Regions from separate parts of the Sus scrofa genome. Here region 2 is linked to region 1. The links are chromatin contacts, called in public Hi-C maps. All regions are on one chromosome and are shown on one strand. The core of a region is the stretch at or near the end of the contact, and the rest is flanking DNA. Distances in the headings are between cores, read along the strand shown.

Evidence for each region. A called contact is a pair of places that touch in the nucleus more often than the background predicts.
Region 2: a Hi-C map of adipocytes shows a contact between it and region 1, with 5 times the contacts expected there. A contact is called at or near these places in 3 of 47 Hi-C or Micro-C datasets (adipocytes, embryonic fibroblasts and fibroblasts) and 1 of 2 datasets of targeted methods (skeletal muscle).

The regions. Positions count from the first base shown.
Region 1 is chr3:79,333,943-79,341,111 of Sscrofa11.1, reverse strand. No RefSeq gene overlaps it. Among named protein-coding and RNA genes, the nearest start is that of EHBP1, 76 kb to the right of the region's middle.
Region 2 is chr3:79,461,414-79,468,582 of Sscrofa11.1, reverse strand. No RefSeq gene overlaps it. Among named protein-coding and RNA genes, the nearest start is that of TMEM17, 49 kb to the right of the region's middle.

The sequences.
Region 1 (7,169 bases), core at 1,387-3,886:
TTGATTCAATGCCCAATTAAAAGCAAACTTATTAAAGATTTACAGTAATATTAATGGAAGAAAATAAGGAAGAGAGGAGTGGGAGGTTAAAAATTTTTTTTTAATTAGGAAAGCCTTGTTTGAAGAACATAAACAAGAATGGGGAGCCAGAATTCCCGTCGTGGCGTGGCGGAAACAAATCCGACTAGGAACCATGAGGTTGTGGGTTTGATCCCTGGCCTCGCTCAGTGGGTTAAGGATCTGGCGTCCCATGAGCTGTGATGTAGGTTGAAGACGCGGCTCTGATCTGGCGTGGCTGTGGCTCTGGCGTAGGCCGGCAGCTGTATCTCTGATTAGACCTCTAGCCTGGGAACCTCCATATGCTGTGGGTGGGGCTCTAGAAAAGACAAAAAAGAAAAAAAAAGAAAAAAAAGAAAAAAAAGAAAAAAAGAAAAAGAAAGAATGGGGAGGACTGTGTAATATACTAAAAGGAAAAGTATAACTAAAAAAGGTAAACTTATATCTGCTCATCTGTCCCTGATCTGTTGCAATCTTATCTTTCCCTCAAAATTCTTGTTCCAAAGCTATCTTCTTGAGTCCCCCAACCAGAAGTTTCCTCAGAGCAAATATGGTACTTCATTTGTCTCTCTCTTGTGGTGCTTTCTCCTTGCCGCATTTTTAAATAGCTTATCTGGGTGCTTGGCCCCTTTCTTAGCCATAAGCTCTATAAATGTACATATAACTATCTACCTTTTAACATCTTCGTAGGCGCAGGTACCCACACATAATGCCATAAGGTGTGTGCCCAACATGCGTTTGTTAGATGAGTAAGTGCTCTTACAAGCACAGGAGAAAAAGACTTGGGAGGCTCCATTTTGAACAACAAGCAACTGTGATTGGGGCTATTAAAAGGGTTGTTCTTGGGAGTTCCCGTCATGGCGCAGTGGTTAACGAATCCGACTAGGAACCATGAGGTTGCAGGTTCGATCCCTGGCCTTGCTCAGTGGGTTAAAGATCCGGCGTTGCCATGAGCTGTGGTGTAGGTTGCAGACCTGGCTCAGATCCCGAGTTGCTATGGCTGTGGCTCTGGCGTAGGCCGGTGGCTACAGCTTCAATTAGACCCCTAGCCTGGGAACCTCCATATGTGCCAGGAGCGGCCCCAGAAAAGGCAAAAAGACAAAACAAACAAACAACCAACAACAGCAACAACAAAGGGGTTGTTCTTAAGAAAGCTGTTTCTTCTCCGAGTTTGAGGAGATGTGAAGTATAGTCCTGGTGGCCTCCAGAAGAGTAGCAGAAGCATAAGGTTGATTTTGATTTCATGAGCTCTGAAGCCAATATATCTGGATATGATGAAAACAACCGTAAGCCCTGATTGATGATTGCAGCTGGCAAAGAATATTGAAAAGAGGAAAGTTGAAAAAAAGAGTAAGTAGGAATGAAAATCAGAAAAAAAGTTTCAGAGATATTATCCCAAAGACGTCTTGTGGTTTTACCTTCATAAAGCCCAAGTTTCTTCATTGTATGACCATTTCTTAAAAACCTGCCAGATTTTCTGTTTCTACCTCTTTTAATCATAGTGATTTCATTAGAATGAACAAAGCAGATTTGACATTTTTTGAAACACACATACACACACACTTTCCCTGTCATGCCGATGACTACATTGGGTTTGTTTTTCTTTTGTTTTGTTTTGTTTTACCAAATAGGAAAGGACACAGTGTCAAAGAATTCCTATTTCTATTTGAATTCCTAAAGGCCCAAACATTCTAAACGTCACTCACCCCAGTTATAACCCTGAAGGCAATGATTCAGCTCTGACTCAGATGGTATACAAAATATCTGATTGTTCTTCCCTCTCTGCCTGTGTTATGTGCAGGAACACCTTATATGTTAGAATCATAAGTTCTTTGAGTTCAGGAACTAGATCATAAATTATATATCATATCTGAGCAATGCCAAGCTTAAATATTTACTAGTGTGATTTTTATCTACTACCTATCACAGAGACATAAATGTTCCCAACCCCTAATCTTCTGTAAGCAAATCATTCTTCTACCTTGCCCATTAAACCCAGTGTCCTCTTTAAAGAAAGTGTGCTTTGCATAATATTTGGCTTATGGTCTAGCTCACTAGAATGTAAGTTCCATGAGAACACAAGTATTGTCTGTTTTGTTCAACTATGGTATCTCCGGAGCCTACAGCAATGCCTAGTACTTATTAAATATTAAGTGCTGAGTAAGTGAATGGATAAATGACTGAATTACCAAGCCACTGGTTATGGCTTTAAAGTCTTTTGTAAATATTATCCTGAATATCTTATATATACATGTGGCTCTTCAGTGATCTTCTCTCCCCTTCCACCCCTCCCTGCCAACTCATCAGAAAAACTAAGTAACCACTGGGCCATGCATAAGGATCCATTCAGTTTTCAATGAACAGAAAGTGAAAATGCTTTGCTTTTACAAAAACTTATGTGGGGAACTTGCATTTCAAAAAAGATGTTTGTAATACCAAAGTTTTTTTTGTTTGTTTTATTAAATCCAGATTGTTGGGTGGAGTCCCTTAGCTAAAAGTCACTCTCAAGCAAAATGATTTGCTTGTTATTTTCGCAAAGAATTTACAGGAAGCAATTTGTAAAGGTTGCCATCAGGCTGAAGTCATTGTTGGCACTAGGAATCGGTGTGTCATCAACCTCAGAGCAGTCATTTAACCTGGGTCTGCTCAGAGAAATCTCCATAATGCAAGGAAAATTGAATTCTGTTGCCTCAGATTACAATCATGTTTGATATTATTCCAATTTGATCATGGAGTTTAAAATATTTGACATATCAGTTTCTCTCATCCTGCTGCTATGTAGAAATATCCATTTTACATGTGCTTAACACTGGTCCTATCATTACGAGCTATTTCACAATTTTTTTTTTTAAATCTTCTCTCCTATTGGAATGGATTACGAGGAAACAAGCACTTTAGGATCCAATAGCTAAGAATTTTGTAGTTTTGACCTTGAATAAAAGAATGGACCTTGAAATTTTTTTTTTTTTTTAATCTGTTCTCCTCTCCTCATTGTACTTACCAAGTTGCTATAGGCATAGCCAGGAAATGACTGATTTGCCAGGGCATCCTAGCCCATTCTAGCCAATAACCTTTCTGCTGATCAAGTAATAATAGTAGCAACAATGACAAATTCTACTCATTTTGAAGGATCTATCCTCCAATCTAGGTGACAAGTAGGAAAATTGTTCTAGATAGGCCTATGGGGATATCATTATAGCAGAGAAACACTGGATCCAGGCATGCAGTGAAGATGGACATTTCTGTGCTTCCAACTTAATGTGTTTATTTTCATCACCCTGGGAAAACAGGGCTAAAAAGATGAAAACACATATAGTCATATTCTTAGAAAACATTAGATCAGTTCCCTATGTTTCTAACACCAAACTGGAAAACTAGATGTTGACAGAACCAAAATGATTATTTTGGGGCCTTATCCAAATGATGCCCGATTCACTTACTGATTCAGCAAAAATGTATTGGATGCTGTGAGCTATCAGCACAAAGTAGACTAAAAATAATGCAGAAACATCTTGCCACCTAGACTCCCCAGCTACTAAGTGATTTTGAATGAATATATCTTACTATACATTGCAAACAATCATATATTGATGTTAAAATCCCTCTTGTCAGAGAATTGTCTCAGATGAAAGATGCAGCAGCCAAGTCTAAGTGGTTAAAGATGCTTCACTCCATTGAGTAATTATCCTAGAAAAAGACTGACAAGAAATATGTGGTCCTCCGTCTCTCTCCTCCCTAAACACAATCATGCCCTTTGTTTAGCAGCTGAATCTGCTTGTTTATAAGCTCTGTCATTCAGCACCCTGATCTCTGGGCCTCCCAGGTTGAACAAGATTTCTTGATTGAGTCAAGCCATTCATTTGCTAACTGACCCTAGCCAGTGTGGCCTCTTGGCTGCCCTCACCCGCCAACATCTGATGCTTATAGTGTGACATGATTTGGTCTGATAGCAGTTCTGGAGCCCACCTGTTGTTCCCATCATTTGCCCATTCCTCAGCTGATTGGCCTCCTATGTGGGGTTCTTTTGCATCGGGGCCAAAGAAATTAATTTTCATTCATCATTCTTAGTTGCAGCTAGCTAATTGGACTCTAGGGTCACTACTTTGTCTTACGTAATTAATCAAATTCTACTTACTTAATTATTGCGATAGTCATTCAACAAATATCTAGTGAACATTTACAGTGTGTCCAGCCCCGTGCAAGGTGCAAAGGATAAACAGGCCTCACAAGTTCTAGTAGACCAAAAAATTAATGCATTTCTCTAATTTCTATCTAGTTTTCCTATTTTAAAGTTGAATAAATGGGTTTTTAAATTTAAGTATGAAACTATGATCCCTTCCTTTGTAATTTCTTCTATTGCTTCCAACTCAAAAAACATTCATCTTCTAGCAATCCAACATTAACTCAGGCTTTTTTATTTGCTTATTTTTGAGTGTAAAGATATTTAGTTACCTAAGACTTCTGGTATTTATTTGGGGGGGGGGTGATATGAAATATTTGACCTAAAATAATTCAAGTTTCTAGTGAATGATTTCTACAAGTATGTATTTTAAAATCTTCTCTATTGTTTTTGCATTGTGCTTGGTCAGTTTTTAATCCTTATAACAGAGCCTATTTCTGAGGTATCTCTTCTGTTTCACTTGACATATTTGTATTTTGTTTTCTCATTGTCTTGTCTTTTTTTTAGAATATTTTTGCTACCCTCACTTCTTCACATTTCTAAATAAATACTATGACATTCCTTTTAAATCCTAAAAAAATTCCGTGTTAATTTTGATTGGAATTGCCTTACATTTAAAAAGAACATATTAAGAAAGGACATCTTTAGGATATTTTATTATTCCCATATGTTATTGCCCAGTACATTTTATTATGTTTGTGTTGCCAAACACTTATTAAATCTACTCTTTTTTATATATATTTTATTGCTTTTGTAAATTGGATCTCTTTTTTAAAATTAGGTTTTCCTAGTTAGTAATTCTTTGTGTTAAGATTCTTAATAGTTTTTCTATATTTTATATTTTATCTGGCCATTTATTATTGTAGTAAGTCTAAAAATTTTAGCCAATTCCTTGGGTATGTTGTTAGAAACATAATCATTTGTCTTCAAATAGTGATTTTTGTTTGTTTCTTCCACTATTTATTTCTCTTGGGTAAGTTTACCTCTCTTCTTACATTGCCCTAAACTCCCAAAGCAATATTAAATCAAAATGGTGAGAGAGGGCACATTTCTAGTAATATTGTCTTAAATACTTCTCCTCTTACCTTAAGCTAATCAGCAACACTGCACGGGGGAAGAAGAAGGGCAGAAAGTTTGGGATCAAACATTACTGTGTGGAAAACTTGGCCTTTTTTTTTTTAATAACTATGACTGACTTATGCTTCTTGGTCTTTCAGCTAAGCTCTAGTATGAGATTGCAATGCTATTGTAAAATTGAATCAGGAAATAAAAATATGATGTTTGTCAGGAGTTGAAGCTATAGTCTAACACCTTGGGTTGACATTGCTGTAACTATCAAAATTATAGTTTGAATGTCAGGTTTGCTCCAAAAATAGTATTTTATGCTTATTTAAAAGGTTATATAGCTACTAAGAAATAAACTATAATTTTGAATAATAATATCACAAATATTCATTCTTTCCAGTGTGCTACATAATTGCATAAGAGAAACTGAGTTTCTCCATAGAAACAATGATGTAATAAATCCAGAGCTGAATTTAAAACTAAGGGTCAAATACCTAAATTTTCCTGGCAAGACTACAAACACCACATTAGATAAAATATAAATGTTATATAATATAAAGCTTTGTTGAGTTTATAAACTAACTTATTAATTTGCTGACTAGGGCAAAACAGTTACCCATCATGTGACTATATAAAAAAAATCATCATGTTCTGTAACCATTTCTTGGTCATTTCTTCCTATTTCATTTTAATTTTTTAAAAATTAAAGTAAAATTGGTATGTAACTTTATATGTTTCAGGTATACAACATTATAATTTCACATCTGTATGTACCACAAAGTAATCATCACCAAAGGTCTAGTTGCCATCCTTCACCAGACTGTTGACCCTCTTTGCCTATCTTGCCCATCCCTCAACCCCTTAACGTCCAATAACCACCAATCTCTTCTCTTTATTTTTGAGTTTGTTTTGTTTGTTCATTTGTTGTTGTTGTTTTTAAACTTTTTTTTCTTTCTTCTGCTTTTTAGGGCTGCACTCACAGCATATGTAGGTTCCCAGGCTAGGGGTCTAATCGGAGCTACAGCTCCCGGCCTATGCCACAGCCACAGCAACACCAGATCCGAGCTGTGTCTGCGACCTACACCACAGCTCACGGCAACACTGGATCCTTAACCCACTGAGCAAGGCCAGAGATTGAACCCACAACCTCATGGTTCCTAGTTGGATTCGTTTCCACTGCACCACAATGGGAACTCCCTGTTTATTTGTTTTGATTCCACATAAAAGTGAAATCATAAAAGGAGTTCCCTGGTGGTGCAGTGGGTTAAGAATCCAGCCACTTCTATAGCTCAGGTCATAGCTGTGGCTTGGGTTTGATTCCTGGCCTAGGAACTTCCATGTGCTGTGGGAAAAGCCCCCCCCCCCCGCCTCAAAAAAGTGAAATTATACAGTATTTGTCTTTCTTTGTCTGACTTACTTCCCTTAACATATTATATTCAAGGTTGGATACCCATGTTGCAAATGGCAAGATCTCATTCTTTTTTATGACTGAGTAGTAGTCCATGTCTATAATTACACCATACCTTCTTTATCCATTAATCCATCAATAGGCACTTAGGTTGCTTCTATAGCTTGGCTACTGTAAATAATGCTCCAATGAACATAGGGGTGCATATGTCTTTTCGAATTAGAGGTTTTGTATTCTTTTGAAAAATACTCAGAATTGGAATAGCTGGATCATATGGCAGTTCTAGTCTTAGCTTTTCAAGGAATCTTCATACTGTTTTCCATAGTGGCCTATGCCACAGCCACAGCACCTCCAGATCTGAGCTGCATCTGCAACCTACACTGCAGCTCACAGCAAGGCCAGATCCTTAACCCACTGAGCAGAGCCAGGGATGGAGCCCATGTTCTCACAGATACTAGT
Region 2 (7,169 bases), core at 1,688-4,187, 130 kb before region 1:
ACAGCAATGAGGGATCTGAGCCACCTCTGCAACCCACACCACAGCTCACAGCAATGCCAGATCCTTAACCCACTGAGCAAGGCCAGGGATCAAACCCACATCCTCATCATGGATCCTATTCAGACTCGTTAACCACCGAACCCGGAAGAGAACTCCCCTGGTTGTGTTTTTGATGACCCCTACCCTCCTTACTGCTAAAGATCTTGAATATCTTCCATGTGCTAGTTGGTTATATATTTCACTACATAAGATAAATAATTTTTGGCTGTTGCTTTTTAAAATCCCGAGAGAGAGAGATTATAAATTTCTCTAGGTGTGGAAGAGTCTCTCTTGTTCATTAACAGTTTTATCCCAAGTACACACAAATTTAAGAGTTGAAGGTCATGTATTTATTTCTGATGGCTGCTGTAACCTATTACCACAAGCTTGGTAGCTTAAAAACAACACAGGTTTATTCTCTTACAGTTCTGGAAACCAGAAATCTGATTCATGGGGCCAAAATCAAGGTGTCAGCAGAACCTCCAAGGGAGAATCCATTTTCTTGTCTTTTCCAGTTTTTAGAGCTCTTTTTTTTTTTTTTTTTTTGCATTTTTTGGCCTATGACTCCCTCTTCAAAGTGAGCTAAGTAGCATCTGAAATCTCTTCTGCGTCTTTTGTAAAATGGTTGTCTTTCTCTTCTGCAGTAAAATCTCCCTCTCCCTCCCTCTTGTAAGATGCTTGTGATAACATTTAAGATCCACCTGAATAATGCAGGATAATCTCCCCACCTCAACACCCTTAACTTAATCACACCTGCTAAGCCACTTTTGTTTTATAAAGTAACATTCACAGCTTCCAGGGATTAGGGCCTGGATATCTTTGGGAGCCATTGTTCAGCCCACCTGTCAGTAAGGAACGCAGTTTCACTGGCTCAAGATTTGGGAGTTGGCTGGTCCAGCGGAAGACCCGGATGGAGGAAGCGTTTTGGAGGCACATGTAAGCCCTGGGGGATCATAGCCCCGTTTATACTGCAGATCTCTTCCCTTTTCCTCCTTGCTTATTTCTTCCTAGAACATAGGAAGAGTTGACAGCATTCGAGAGCTGGGAGGGACGGAGGCGGGACTAGAACTCTTATGGGATGGTGGGGGCGGGGCAGGACTAGCAGCCGGGGTCTCTTTGCCCTTGTCCTCTCGTCCCTGCCTTTCCCCCACCTCCCTTCCAGGCCCACTGTCCCCAGAAGGGGTCTGGGGCTCTTGATGCCCTAGAGCTCAGTTGCTCCCTAGGTGACTCACTGTCACAGGCTCCGCGGCAGCCGCGCTGCGTCCCCGTGCGTGGCCACTAGGGGTCAGCATTCTCCACGCAAAGGGCTGCCTTCGAGAGGTGGGACTGTTCCCGGTGTTTCACAGCCGCAGTTAGCCTTGTTTGTTACTGTGTCACCGTCTTAGTCATACGGCCTTTTGCATCTTTATTTCTCGCCATAATGCGCCTCTCCCTGGGCTGCCTGGTATCTAACCCTAGACCAGGCAAAGAACCGCTTTTTGGTGTAGCAACCAGTGATTGGCTGATGGAGGGTTGGGGGGAGAGGGCTTCCTCCTCACCTGGGCCTGGCCCACCAAGGCCAGAGGCAGGAGGGTGTGTGCCTGGATGGAGTAGTGCCCTGAGGAGTAAAGGACTAAAGGCTCGGAGGCGTCACATTCTCTGTATGCCGGAAGCGGGGGGGGAGGACTGGTAGCAAGGAACTGCAGATGGTCCTAAGGATGGTTCAACTTATGATTTTTTGATTTTGTGGTGGTGTGGAAGTGAAGTGCCTTCAGTAGAATCTGGACCTCGAATTTTGAGTTTGTACCTTTTACGGGGCTGGCGATATGCGGATATTCCCTGTGATGCTGGGCAGGGGGCAGCACAGCCCTGGCTCCCAGCCGCACCATTATGAGGGTGAGAACCACCCACACACAACCATTCTGGATCCAGACAACCATTTGTTTTTCACTTTTAATATAGTATTCAATAAGTTACATGAGATACTTCACACTTTGTTGTAAAATAGGCTTTGTCGTAGATGCTTTTGCCCAACTGTAGGCTAATGTAAGGGTAAGGTGATGTATTCTAGGCTAAGCTATGAAGTCGGGTAAGGTAGGTGTGTTAAATGCATTTTCTACTTAATAGATTTTCAACTTAGGATGGACTTATCAGGACCTAACCCCATCATGAGTCGAGAAAGATCTGTATTAGATTTGGAATGAGTTTCTCACTAAGCTCATCAGATTCTTGGCCAAAATTAACCTGATTGCGAAATGCCCATGGCTTGTAGTGGGAGAGTGCCTGTCTCCAGAAGCCGGGCTGCAGCATGCAAAGGGCTGAGCTCGCCCAGTGGGAATTTCTTAACCCTGGGGCAGAGTAGTGGCTGCAGCAGGCTTTTGCTGTAGACTCTGAGTCACGCCTGTGATGAAGGCCTTGTAATTGGCTGCTCTCCCATTTCTTTGTGGCCTGACCTGAGGGGTTGCCCCCAGCAGCCTCTGGCCACACCACTGCTTTGCCACTGAACCCAGAAATGGCTCTTCTGCTGAAAAGGAGCTAAAACCTTAATTTCTTACACCAGTATTCTCCTCACAGCTTATTTTCCTAACCTCTGAGACCCATAGATTAGAGCTTAGATCTGGTGTCAGAAAAAGACCTGGATGTTAGATCTGATTTTGCCACTTACTAGCTGGGGCAGTTTCTTTACATCTTTATGTCTCCGTCTTCTTGCCTGTTAAGTGGGGGATGTTTAGTTCTTCACAACAGAACCTCCTGCATAGGGTTATTGTGAAGAATTACTCAGTAGTTGTAAAGATTAGAACTCAAGGCTTTAAAAACCTCATCTCTTGGGCATCCTAGGAAGGCATTAAGGCCAGTTGATGGGTGAGGCTGTTCCTGAGTGTGGAGCCAGGTGGCGCACGCACTGCAGGATAGGAACTAGAGCCTGGCCAAGCAGACAGAGCAGTGCTCCACAGCGTGTACCCTCATGGAAGGGGGACTTCATGCTCCCCTTCAGTGCAGCTCAGAGGTCATCCTCAGTAGTTCATCCCTCCTGTGAGGGCGCAACCTCAGTGACTGCGGGAGCCAGACCGCATGGGTTCAATCCTAGCCCAAGATTCACCAGCTGTGTGTCTTGGGGACTTTACTTCACCTGTGTGGGCATTGGCTTCCTCATCTGCAAAATGGGTACAACAACCCACTGTTTCAACAAGAGGGTGATGTGCGTGGTACTGCTGATCTGGGCACATGCCCCTCAGCAGCCTGGGATGGATGATCTAGATGGTGAATGTGAATTTTGATACTAAAGAGAAGATGTTTTGAGGAGAAAACCCAAGATATGCTGGGCTTTCTGGAGAGGCTGTTGTAACTGCTGGTCACCTTGCCTGTGTCTACAGCAGACCAGGCCACGGCAGTGCTTTTGGGTTCCTGGGCGTTGGTGAGCATGACAGCTGGCCCCAGAAGCATCTGCAGACCCTGCCAACGTGGAATCCCAGAGACAGTTCAAGGAAAAACTAAAAATTCTGGTTTTGAAGTAAATTAGTCTTTAAAGAGGACTGACAATCTATTATGAATAAAGCTGCTCCGATCATTCGCATACAACCTCGCTCCTCTCGGATGATTATCTAGAAGTACAATTTGGGGGTCATGTGGTTTCCATGCTTGAAGAATCTCTGGTTGAAAATTGTAAGACAGTTGGAGACTTGCTTCCCGTGTGGGAGAGACTCAGATGGGACAGTAGGGAGAATGCCACAGGTGTCCCTGGGCATTGATATGTTGTTTTGGTGAATAATGAGCAGCATGTGTGTGTGTGGGGGGGGCCGCCTTCTACGCTGTCTCAGGGAGGCCAGGGTCCACCTACTCTAGGGCATCTGTTACAGCAGCGGAGAGGCAGGGCCTTGGCCTGGCCACTCAGTGGCCTCGTATTGTACATCACTGTTTGGACTTAGGGGCTGTTTTTGGAATTTCTTTATTGTCAGTTTCATTCAAGGCAGAGTCACTCAGAATGAAGAGGCCCTCTAGGAGTTCCCACTGTGGCTCAGCAGGTTAAGAACAGGACATAGTGTCCATGAGCATGTGAGTTTGATCCTTGGCCTCGCCCAGTGGATTAAGGATCTGGCTTTGCCACGAGCTGTGGTGTAGTTTGCAGATACAGCTCAGATCTGGTATGGCTGTGGCTGTGATGCAGGCCTGCAGGTATAGCTCCGATTTGACCCCTAGCCTAGAACTTCCATATGCTGCAAGTGCAGCTGTGAGAAAAAAAATAAAAAAGGCTGGCCTGGGGCTGCAGGCACATGGCACTCAAGCAGTGCTGTTTCTGCTTCCTGGCCAAATTTCTTGACCAAGTTCCTACATGGATCATGTACATTCTCATTTTTTCATTTTTCAGCCTGTCACAACCAGAGACTTCTGCAGAGAATCAAAACATGGCAAAGATTTTTCATTTCCATAAACAAGGCCAAAACTGCCTCACGTACTAACTTCACTGACAAAACAAGCTGTGCTGCTTCATTGAATTTTCATGTGTTCCCAACCAGAGGGGAAAAGAGGACATTCATCCTCAGCCCAAACGTCATTGCAACATTACAAAAAGTATCATTTGGCTATAAACATTTTTGAGTAGGACTTTTTTCTCACGTCCTGATGAAATTGTTTCCCTGAAGTAAGCAAAGCAATGAGAACAAGACATAAAACCAAAAAAGACTGAAAATAGAGGAGAATGGAGCTCACGTCCCATCCAGCTGTAGGAATAACTGCAGAGCGCCTCTGTTTTCTATGCCAGGATGCAGACCGTTGCATGTTATTTAGCCAGGCCGAGGGGCTATTTGCTCTGCTTTCAGGAACAGCATCGGCTTGGCCCTGCTGTGATCTGATTTGACTTCACAAAAAGCCTATGGGTAGAGAGGATAGTTGTGCCCATTTTATAGATGACAAAATTTGAGGTTCCATGAAGCCGATTAGTTGTCCTCCCTCCTGCTGCAAACTTAGTAGCTAAGCAGAGCGGGTCATGGGGCGTCATGGGGCAGGATGCCTGAGTGTCAGTCACTGGGCTTCAGGATTTCTTTTCTGCCACAGTGTTCCCACACGGTAGTCGTAAGTGTCTCAGGGCCGTTGGTTACTCTTAGCCACAAACTCCTTACTCCCCCCATTTTTTTAAATTAAAGATTTTACCTAATTTACATCCTCTCCTAGAAGCTGGTTCTCAGGCCTGGGCATCCCACCTGAGTCTCAGACCATACCAGCATCTTTCCTTTTCAGCCACTTTCCACAGAGAGAGGAAGTTGCTCAGAGCCTATCAGTATTGTCTGAAGGTGGTTTTCTTTTTTTGTTTTTGTTTTTTTGTCTTTTTAGGGCCGTACCCACGGCATAGGGAGGCTAGGAGTTGAATCGGAGCTGTAGCCACTGGCCTACACCAACAGCCACAGCAAGGCAGGTTCCGAGCCGCATCTGTGACCTACATCACCACGCACGGCAACGCTGGATCCTCAACCCACTGAGCGAGGCCAGGGATCAAACCCGCGTCCTCATGGATGCTAGTTGGGTTTGTTAACTGCTGAGCCACAACAAGAACTCTTGGTTTTTTTTTTTTTTTTTTTCCAGTCCTTATTTCCATAAACAGTGCTTTCTCTATAAGTCCTTTCAGTATGGGCTGCAAATGCCTCCTCCTCACCCCTCTTGACTCCAGACACAACCCTTAACCGGGGGACTGTGGGGTCCCAAACCTCCCCCACTACCAGGGGCCACCTCAGACCCAGATGTGAAATAGGTTTTGTCCTTCCACCAGGGCTCCTGCAACACAGGCCCTAATTGTCTCTGCATCTTTTTGTGGGATAAATATGAGTCCATAGTGAAGTTCCTGTTGTGGCGCAGTAGGTTAAGAACCTGACATAGTGTCCGTGAGGATGCAGTTTTGATCCCTGGCCTCACTCAGTGGGTTAAGGATGCAGCATTGCTGAAAGTTGTGGCAAAGTTTTCATTCGTGGCTCGGATCTGGCACTGCCATGGCTATGGCGTAGCCCAGCAGCTGCCACTCCAATTCGACCCCTAGCCTGGGATCTTCCATAGGCCACGGATGCAGCCCTCAAAAGAAAAAAAAAAAAATATGATTCCATAGAGGCAAGAGGCACTCCCTCATTCTTAGGCCAAGCTTCCATCATGATTACTAGCTCTGCATGTGTTCTTGTGGGCCTGTGTGTCTTCCTGGGAAAAAAATCCTTCCCTGTTTATCATCCTTTTTCATTTTATAAGGTAGCATCTACTTTTTCGAACTGAATGAATGATATTCTTATATCATTGAATAATATCAATGAATATCAATGAATGATATTCTAAGTATTGTCACTGGCCATTCCTACTTTATGCAGTTCATCTTCGGGGCTCTTCGAGATAGCCCTAGTACCAAATGCTGAATAGTTATTATTGCCAGGAAATGTTATAGCATATTGTTTGCAAAATGGTTATTTTGTTAAACTCTGGCAACCTGTAACATTAGATTAATGATTTATCTAAAATAATACCAAGCCACAATAATTTCTTCACTTTTCGGATTGGAAGACTTGCTCCACCCTTGCCTTATTCTATTCTATTTTCTATTTGATGAACACCTGGTATGTGCCAGCCTCCCAGGAAAACAAAAAGGGGACAATCCCTACTTCCAGGAGGGGTCGGAGATGGGTACTAAGATGGTCAACAACGTTGTGGAAGAAAAAGCAGGTAATTTTGGCTGGGTGGATGGGACAGCTTTGAGACCAAGGAAACTTCGAAGGATGGAAGCTTTTGATGGCACATACAGGGTGGGACATATTGAGACTCAAAGCTATAAGCTGGTGAGGATGGGTTTCCCACAGAGGAACTGGTCTTGGGGTCTCTGGCCAGCTGCTTGTGTTCCTAGGTCTCCTCAAAATGTTGATCATTCGGAATTTGGGGAAACAAATTCCAGATGCTTCCAGGGCTCAGGCCCTGAAGGGCTCTCCAGCACACAGATAAGTTCAAGTGAACTTTGGCCTGGTTAGGATTTGAAGTGGGCAGGCTAGGCCCACTGGGGAAGGGGACACAGAGCCAGTGTGGTCTCAGAGACCTGACCAGATGGAACGGAGGTTCCCCCAAGCTCCCCCAAGCTTGACTTCCAGTTCCCTGTAGGCAGTTGTCCTGCTTGGCCAGCCTGCTGGTCAGTG